3 separate regions of the Mus musculus genome follow, and all the other regions are linked to region 2. The links are chromatin contacts, called in public HiChIP or PLAC-seq maps. All regions are on one chromosome and are shown on one strand. Each heading gives the region's core, a stretch centred on a gene start, on an enhancer-like site or on the middle of the called end of the contact. The rest is flanking DNA. Distances are from core to core; before and after follow the strand shown.

What was found. HiChIP or PLAC-seq counts read pairs in DNA pulled down with a chosen protein or histone mark.
Region 1: a FOXA1 HiChIP or PLAC-seq map of pancreatic cancer cells shows a contact between it and region 2. The contact joins two enhancer-like sites. A contact is called at or near these places in 1 of 115 datasets of contacts at active chromatin or transcription factors (pancreatic cancer cells) and 1 of 9 other capture datasets (pancreatic islet).
Region 3: a FOXA1 HiChIP or PLAC-seq map of pancreatic cancer cells shows a contact between it and region 2. The contact joins two enhancer-like sites.

The regions. Positions count from the first base shown.
Region 1 is chr1:181,393,963-181,396,662 of GRCm38.p6, reverse strand. The region is part of intron 1 of Cnih3 (cornichon family AMPA receptor auxiliary protein 3); the gene reads right to left. Among named protein-coding and RNA genes, the nearest start is that of Cnih3, 43 kb to the right of the region's middle. Within about 2 kb of position 1,257, at least 91 of the 459 cell types and tissues checked have an H3K27ac peak or open chromatin away from gene starts, as enhancers often do. A contact at or near this core is called in pancreatic cancer cells, where this site is marked.
Region 2 is chr1:180,951,285-180,953,984 of GRCm38.p6, reverse strand. Tmem63a (transmembrane protein 63a) reads right to left here. Exons shown (of 23, transcript NM_144794.2): 4 at 1,790-1,853; 5 at 967-1,004. Among named protein-coding and RNA genes, the nearest start is that of Tmem63a, 10 kb to the right of the region's middle. Within about 2 kb of position 1,359, at least 43 of the 459 cell types and tissues checked have an H3K27ac peak or open chromatin away from gene starts, as enhancers often do. A contact at or near this core is called in pancreatic cancer cells, where this site is marked.
Region 3 is chr1:181,331,344-181,334,117 of GRCm38.p6, reverse strand. No RefSeq gene overlaps it. Among named protein-coding and RNA genes, the nearest start is that of Cnih3, 20 kb to the left of the region's middle. Within about 2 kb of position 1,352, at least 41 of the 459 cell types and tissues checked have an H3K27ac peak or open chromatin away from gene starts, as enhancers often do. A contact at or near this core is called in pancreatic cancer cells, where this site is marked.

The DNA of each region.
Region 1 (2,700 bases), core at 8-2,507, 440 kb before region 2:
GGAAGGCAAGCAGGCTACGGAAGCGTTTTGATTGGCTGGGATACAGAGCGCCCAACCAATGAGTGCAGCTTGAGTACTACCTAAGTCTCTTCCCTTGCTGATTCTAAGCTGCTCAGGAAAATGTCTCATGTGCTCCTGGGAAGGATGGAGCACTGGTTCTAGACTCAGACAGTTGTTTTGGGGCTCTATGAAGTACCAAGCATTTATCCCAGTCCTTGCTCAGCCATCGAGGACCATGAAGCATAATCAAAAAGTAGCTATCACTCATAACGTTGTCACTGGATAGTCTGTGCTCTGTAATGCCCAGAGCCAGCCAGCAAAGGGTCAGATCTGGAGTCCAGCACTCACCCTCTTCCTTAGTTGTCTTCGGCCTTTGCTAATGAGATTCACTTTCCCTTATGAGACGGAATAAAGAACACTTCATAGTACACCCATCAATACCAACATGGGCCGTGACCCAGCAGGCTTGGCACCAGCCCTCTGTCATCTAAGGATACCCAAACAATGTGCCCAGGAGCTAATGAGACCAAGGAAAGCACTTTAAAGCCAACACAGAGATCTCAGTCATGTCCTGACTCCACCAGTCTCATCTAGTGGGGCCCTTTGGAGAAGCAGGGTCAGCAGATGCATCTCCCCGACAGCACACACAGGACAGCTTGTTACTGTCACAGGGCAGCGGCTGCTCTTATCTTGAGCAGGGATCCCTGTGCTATGGCCTGCCAACAAGATGGGACCAGGCCAATTCCATAGCAGAGTCTAAAGGGGCAGAGCCACTTAGACTAGGCAGAGTGGGCCAATGATTAGGGATAAAATGGAACCCACCCTTCTGTCTGCTGCTCCTGTATATCTGACCCCCGACCACCAATACACCACATTCAGTCCCATGATCCTCTGATCTCTTTATACTGCCATAATAATATACATCTTAAATGTCCCCAAAGGCCTATATGTTAAAGGCTTTGTCACCAGCCTGTGGTGCTATGTGGTAGAAGCTTGAGGAGGTGTGGCCTAGTGGGAGGAAGTTACATCATTAGGAGGTGTGGCCTCGTGGGAGGAAGTTACGTCATTAGGACATGGCCTTGAAGGGCATATTGGTGGGATTTCAGCCCTTCATATTCCATCATCCCCCCACCACCTGCCCTATCTCTCTTCTTTCTCTCTTTTCCTCTAGGCAAGCAGCTGTGCTCCAGCACAGCCTCCCCACAATGACCTCATCGCAGGTCCCAAAACAGGAGAGGAACTGACCGATAACTAAAACTTACAAACTGTGAGTCAGAAGTTCCCCTCCTTTAAGCCAATCACGCCAGACACTTGAGCACAGCTAAAGAAGGCTGACTCAGCCACAATCACTGTGGTCCCTCATCTACCATTCTCTCAGACACCTCCCATATGCCCCTCATGTTACAAGCAGAGCTACCCCTAGTCCCTGTATCTTCCATCTTTATAGGTACCTACCTACCCATCACTAGCTCCCTGACCTTGAATGTACCTTTTACCTCCCCAGACTGTGACCTTTTTGTTTATAAAATAAGAAGACTAATGTTCCTGCCTCAGCGGGCTGCAGGGAGTGTGGAGAAGAGGCCTAGCCCACAGTACAGAGTACAGAAATGAGAATTCTGCTAGATTTGAGCACGGACTCCCTCTGTGTCCACACTGAGGGGCAACTCCACAGGGAGCTCGGGCTCTGTGTGAGTCACAGGGACCCTGCTGGGATTCAATATCTGTCTCACTGATTTGTGTGACTGCAGGCAAGTTTTATTAACCTTTCCAAACCTCAGTTACCTCAAATAATAAAAAAAAAGAACAATAATACCTCCATCACTTCAAATATAAAGAAAGGACAATTATAGTTCCTATCTCAGAGCCACTGCAAGGAGCAAAAGAAATGATGGGGACTAGAGAGATGGCCAGCTCAGAAATGTGCTCGCCATACTGAAGGGCTTTCCATGTGAGCGTGAGGACCACTTAAAATGTGTCCATGTGTACCCGTGACCACTCACACATGCACACATATACACATGAAAACATACAGAGATGGCTGGAAGGGGAGGGAAAGAGGAGGAGAGGGAGAGAAAAGAAGAGGAGGAAGAGAAGAGGGGAGAGAGAGAAGAGGAGGAGAGGGAGGAAGAAGGAAAAAGGAAGGAAAGAAGAAGAAGAAAAAGGAGAAGAAGGAACATATATAAAGCAAAGAGACAAAGAGTCCCAGGGCCAGTGCTCAGTAGGTAATGATGCCACTTTCTTAACTGGTTGCTGTCCCTGAGATATTTTTCCCATACTCCTGACTATGAGTCTTCATCCCTGGTCTAAGGCAAAGTCATCAGCTTGACAATCTAAGTCTAGTGAAAGCTGTCACTATGGAGAAGACACAGGTAACAACTGGAAAGAAAGCAGGTAGGTGAGAGAGACTGCAGGGTTCATTCACCCTGTCACAGCTGGGGACTACGATCAGCAGACAAACCAGCAAGGGAGACCTCGGCTGCCCTGTCCCTGGACCGACATGGAGAACATAACCTGAACACAGAACACGCTGGCATCTTCAACCCCTGTCTGGGCCAGACTAGCAGATGCAGCTAGTTCTGGGGCTGTGTGCTGTGCCTCTGATAGCTGTTCAGTCACCAGCAGACAAAGATAGCTCAGAGCCCTGCACGTCTAGGAGAGATGCCAAGGGAGCAGGACTCTGGCCCGTGTCCAGCCTGGCTG
Region 2 (2,700 bases), core at 110-2,609:
GTGCCCAGCACTGGTGTGTCACACAGTACCCCAATAGGTTCAGAACTGACTGTCCACTTCCCACCTCAAACAGCCAGCAGAGCTCCGGGATGCAATGAGTTAAAGCACATCCGACTCCCAAGGGTGCTCACGGACAAGGCAGCGAGCATCATGCTTGCTCAGTGATTCATTTCAGGATGCACTGTGAGGCTAACATCTTTCCACTTCCAAGCAAGCCAGGCTCACGCCCACCTGCTTCCTCGGCTTCAGGAAGTTCCCTGGCTTCTCCGTGTGACCCTGCCTCCCACCAGCAATCTCGGGGACAACTCCCACCAAACTCCCACACAAATCAGGTGGAGAAACTGAGGCCCTGAGAGAGGAACTGAGAATCCCCAAGCCCATTTCACTAACTCTACAATGGCCTTTTCTTTTATAATATTATATAATCTAATTAGAGTTTTGTTGTTTTGTTTTGGAGGGGCGTTTGTTTTGTTTTGCTTTAGACAGGAATTGTTCTATTTGATATGTCACATTGGTTAGATAGGGATAGGAACTCTGCTAGACGGGTTTATATGCATCAGAACGAGTAAGTGGGGAAATTAAATTCGTTTAACTAAGGCCTGGGGATCTAGCCTACTGTACCTCCTATGCAGGAAGCCCTGGGTTCAATCCCATACTCGGACAGCCACCTTGATTGGATTCAAATGTTTATCACTAGATTCAAGAACCTTTGAAATCCAACTGCAGTTTGGGGATGTCTGAGCCCCCGTAGGACTGTATACGCAGAAGGCCTCCTTCTTTCCCTGGGCCCTGACTACAGAGACTTCCCAGTCATCTTTGTTCTAGACCTTATACACCGTTTAGGTCCTCAACCGGAAAAGTATGAGAGATACCACTTCAGAATCTAACATCTCAGCTACTTCCTCCTGAATGGCAAAGCCCTCACACGAAGCCACATGCTCCAACAGACACCCCCATCTTACTCACTGCAGGCGGAAGATGGCCGTCAGCCAAGGACAGCATCCCTGGAGACAGAGAACAGGTATTAGCATCCAGCACCCATGTCTTTGGGAGGCAGATACAATCACATCTTTGAGATCAAATCACCATTCCTCTTGGATCTGTGTAGAACAGGATTTTCCTTCACACATTTGGTGAGTTGACCCCCCCTAACTCTTATTCTTTGCAAGGCACAACCCCGTGGCAGGTGGGGTTTTAAAAAAAAGACACAACAGGAACCAGTCTAATGCATTAGAAAGCACCCAGCATAGGCCTTAGGGAGGGAAAGAAATGTGTGTAGGTTCCATGACCTCTCAGGTCCTACTGCTCCATAAAGCTAGCCTGTTACCAGTTGGGAAAGACAAATATTTGCTCATCACTCAGTCAACAGCTGACTAAGTACCTACCAGATATCTAGTGCTGGGGACAAGGCTATATGAGGCAGGATCCCTGCCCACATTTGGCTCAAAATCTAGCAGACACGTCAATAATTAACTCTTGTACAAGAACCATAACAGTAAGAGACAAGTTGCTGCCAAAGCCCAGGAGATCCACAGCCTGTTCTGCCTGGAAAGTCAATGGAGCCTTGCAGGGAGGGATCATTTAACCACTGTCTCCTTCTAGACACTTCCAAGTCCTCATGTTTCCATTCATATGGAGGGGAGCTTTCCCCAGAGCTGACCTCTCACAGATCACAGTGCTGTTAGTCACTAAACCAGGAGTGCAACCGCCTAGACCTCAATCAATCATTGCTACCAAGCTGCACCCTCGGCCCTTCGCGTCACAAAACCACCATCCATTGGATACCAACCAGCTCGTTTTCAAAGTCTTGTTGCCCTGAGGAGGAAGAGGACAGTCTCTGGAACCTGGCCTCACTGTAGGCACAAAAGGAAAAAAAAAAAAAAAAGATAAATAATTCTGAAATTAAAAAGGGTTGAATATACATGTCCAGTATTTGATCAAAGCTATTGACTCTCAGTTGTGGCAGCAAATATACACTACTTCAAAAAACATATGGAAGCACTGCCCATAAGCCCATATGGCATAAAACTCTGTGTTGTATGGGGCACTGCCCATAAGCCCATATGGCATAAAACTCTGTGTTGTATGGGCTATGCACAGAGGGACCATAGCTATGTGCACACCCCAGGGCCAGGGTATCAAGGGACCATAGCTATGTGCACACCTTCCAACCTCAGCACTAAACTGGTCCACCTACAGGAACTTCAGAGTGTTTACACCTGTTTATAGTACATTTCCTAGTACATCCAAATCAATGCGTAATGCTGCATTTTATCCTACCACAGTGACTGGAATGAAAGGTTATAGGGGCTTCATTCCAGAGAAACAGCCTGAGAAATAGTGGACACAGGGACACGAGGGAGCAGGGGGACAAGTCACCCATGCCCCCCCACGAAGTTGTTAAGGAAAAATACTTGCAAGCCTCATTATTGGAATGAACCCCCCTCAAAACACTTACATATGGGGCTGGAGAGAAGGCTCTGTGGTTGAGTACTGGCTGCTTTTCCAAAGGACCTGGGTTCAATTCCCAGCACCCACATGGTGACTCACAACCATCCGTAACTTCAGTTCCAGAGGACCCGACACCCTCTTGTGGCCTCTGCCAGCACCAAGCACGCATGTGGTACAGACATGCATGCATGCAAAACACCCATACATATAAAATAAAAAAACTGTAATGGGGGGACACCCCCTTCTCGG
Region 3 (2,774 bases), core at 103-2,602, 380 kb before region 2:
GAGCCAGGATACATGGCATTTCTGAGACGTCCATGGTCTTACACTGGGGAGTGTGGGGGGGGTATGGGGGGTATACCACACAGTCACTTATAATTATGTCATGTGGTGGTTTGAATAAAAATAGTTCCCAAAGGCTCATATATTCAAATGCTTGGTCCCCAGCTGTGGGTGGAACTGTTTGGGAAGAATTAGTAGAGTAGGTGTGGCCTTGTTAGAGGAAGTGTGTCACTGGGGGTGGACTTTGAGGCTTCAAAAGCTCAAGCCACTCTCAGTAACACAGACATGCTCGTGCACATACACACACACACCCACACACACCACCTTGTGGACCAGCTGTAATCTCTCAGATACTTCTCTAGCACCATGCCTGCCAGCCTGCTGCCACACACCGTGCCATGATGATCACAGACTCTAACACTCTGAATCTGTAAGCAAAGAGTCCAATTGAACACTTTGTTTTAAAACTTGTCTTGGTCGTGGTGCCTCTTCCCAGCAATAGAAAGGCAGCGAAAACATGCCACACACTAGGACTAATTCCAAAGAAACAAAGCACTTCACAAAGAAGAAAACTTTGTTTTCAATTTCTCAAAGACAAGTTAGAAATGCTGAGTCATGGGGGGTGAAATTAAAATATAGCAAGTGGTAGATGTGTCTGTTGATCAAATTCAAGTTTTTCGATCCTGAGGGCTGCATATGTAAATATTTCTAGCAGTCAGTCTTTGTTCTATGACAAAAAGAATCAGCATCCCAAAAAGGGAAGATTTTACATCAGCTCTTTTCTCTGCCTTTTAATGAAACATTGTGCTCTGACAGAAAGGATCTGTGGTGGAACCAGTTATTTTTTTTTTCTAGTTTCTAAACAAGATTTAAATGCACTTAAGAAGTACCTAGCTGGCTTAAATATGATCGAGCATAATAATATCTCTGAGTCTCCCATTACTCTAAAGATATTCAAGGACAAGTTAGAGCTGTGTTGTTTATGGGCATTGTCTATCTCCATCCAACAGAAACTTGAAGATTTTTTTCCTAATGTCTTTTCTCTGTATGTTATAACTCTTAAAGGGAATAACTGAATAGAAATACAGAGGAGAAATTATAATTGCTTTTATAGCATTACAAATAAAAGTAACACCAGCAATAATGATGTGCTGAAAATGTCTCTTTTTAAAAAACTATTATGAATTTCTCAAAGAACCATGTAGTGAGTGTAATTACTTCCTGGGGTGGAGTTATAAGTGAGGCAGACACAGCTGTGAACAAGTTGGACACCAACCAGCCTGTGCTAATCTGAGGGACACACTGGAGTAGAGCGTGGTCCCCCATTGACTCACTTCCTGTTTGTTCTTGCTTCACACAGTCTCTCTCTTGCTTTAACCCTTCTTATCCCAGCTTCCTTCCTTTGAAAGTGAGCTATTGCAATCCACCCCCATTTCACGGGGGTTTGCCACTGAATGCCATGGAATTAGCTGAAGAGCTTTTCCCAAGAATAGATCCCTTCAACTCCACACCAGCCCTCTTGAACAAGAATCTCTGGGGTCGAGTCCCAGCCAGGGTAGCTTTAAAATGCTCTGGTTAGGAATCACTGAACCAAACAACCCGGTCTCTAAGCTCATCCTCTGTCAAAGTATCACATTCCTGGCTGACTATATGGTTGACCCTCTCTAGTCCTCCAGTGGACTCTCCTGGTCACCCGCCAGCCTGGCTTGATGCATCCCCTCCCCTGGAACCTCTTCAAACACGTATTCCTCTCTGACATATGCTCAAAATTTTCTAAAATTCAAATCCTGCTTCATACCCTGCCTCCAGAAAGCCTTCTCTGACCAGTTGTGACTGTTCACTGCTAGAAATGTTTCCCAGCCTCTGAGTTACCATCTGGGATGGGATGGTGATTTGAATGAGAAATGTCCCCAGCTGTGGTGCTGTTTGGGAGTGTTCAGGTGGCACAGCCCTTCTGGAGGAAGTACTGTCAGTGGGAGCAGCCTCTGAGATGAAAAGCATCAGACACTTCCAGTCCACTCTCTCTACCTCATGCTTACCGTTGAGGATGTGAGCTCTCAGCCTCCTGAGGCCACACCCGATGGTTGGTAATCTTGCATCCATACCAAGCTTCCTCATCACAATGGACTCTTATCAGGAGGCATGAGCCAAAATAAACTCTTTGTTCCATAAGTTGCTTCTGTTCACCTTGTTTTATCCCAGCAACCATCGATATCAGTGGTTTGATATATGATACATATCAAGATAAATATATCAGGATATAAAGAATGCTTAGATGGACTCATGTGATTTGAGTAATTTCTTTGGAATGTAAGCTTTAAAGAAATATGTTTTAATGTTCTATAATCTGCTTATAGAGTCCATCAATGCTCCAGGTCATTGAGATATGTCATGAGATATGTCATGTGTGTTCTTAAGCTCTATCACCTTGAACACTTGTGAACCCCAGAAACACATCAGCTGAGGTCACACAGCCATGTGACATCAAGAGAAGGCAAACTAGAGATGCCTTAAAAACAAGTTGGTAGCTATATTAAGGAGGGAAAAGTGTGTATGTATATGTGTTTGTGTATGTATGTGTGTGTATGCGTGTGTATGTGTGTATGTGAGTGTATGTGCATGTATCTGTATGTGTGTATGTATATATGAATGTGTGTGTTTGTGTATATGTGTGTGCATGTGTGTGTATGCATGTGTATGTGTGTCTGTGTATATATGTATATGTGTGTATATGTGTATGTGTGTGTTGTTGTTGCTGTTATTCTCCATCTTTATAC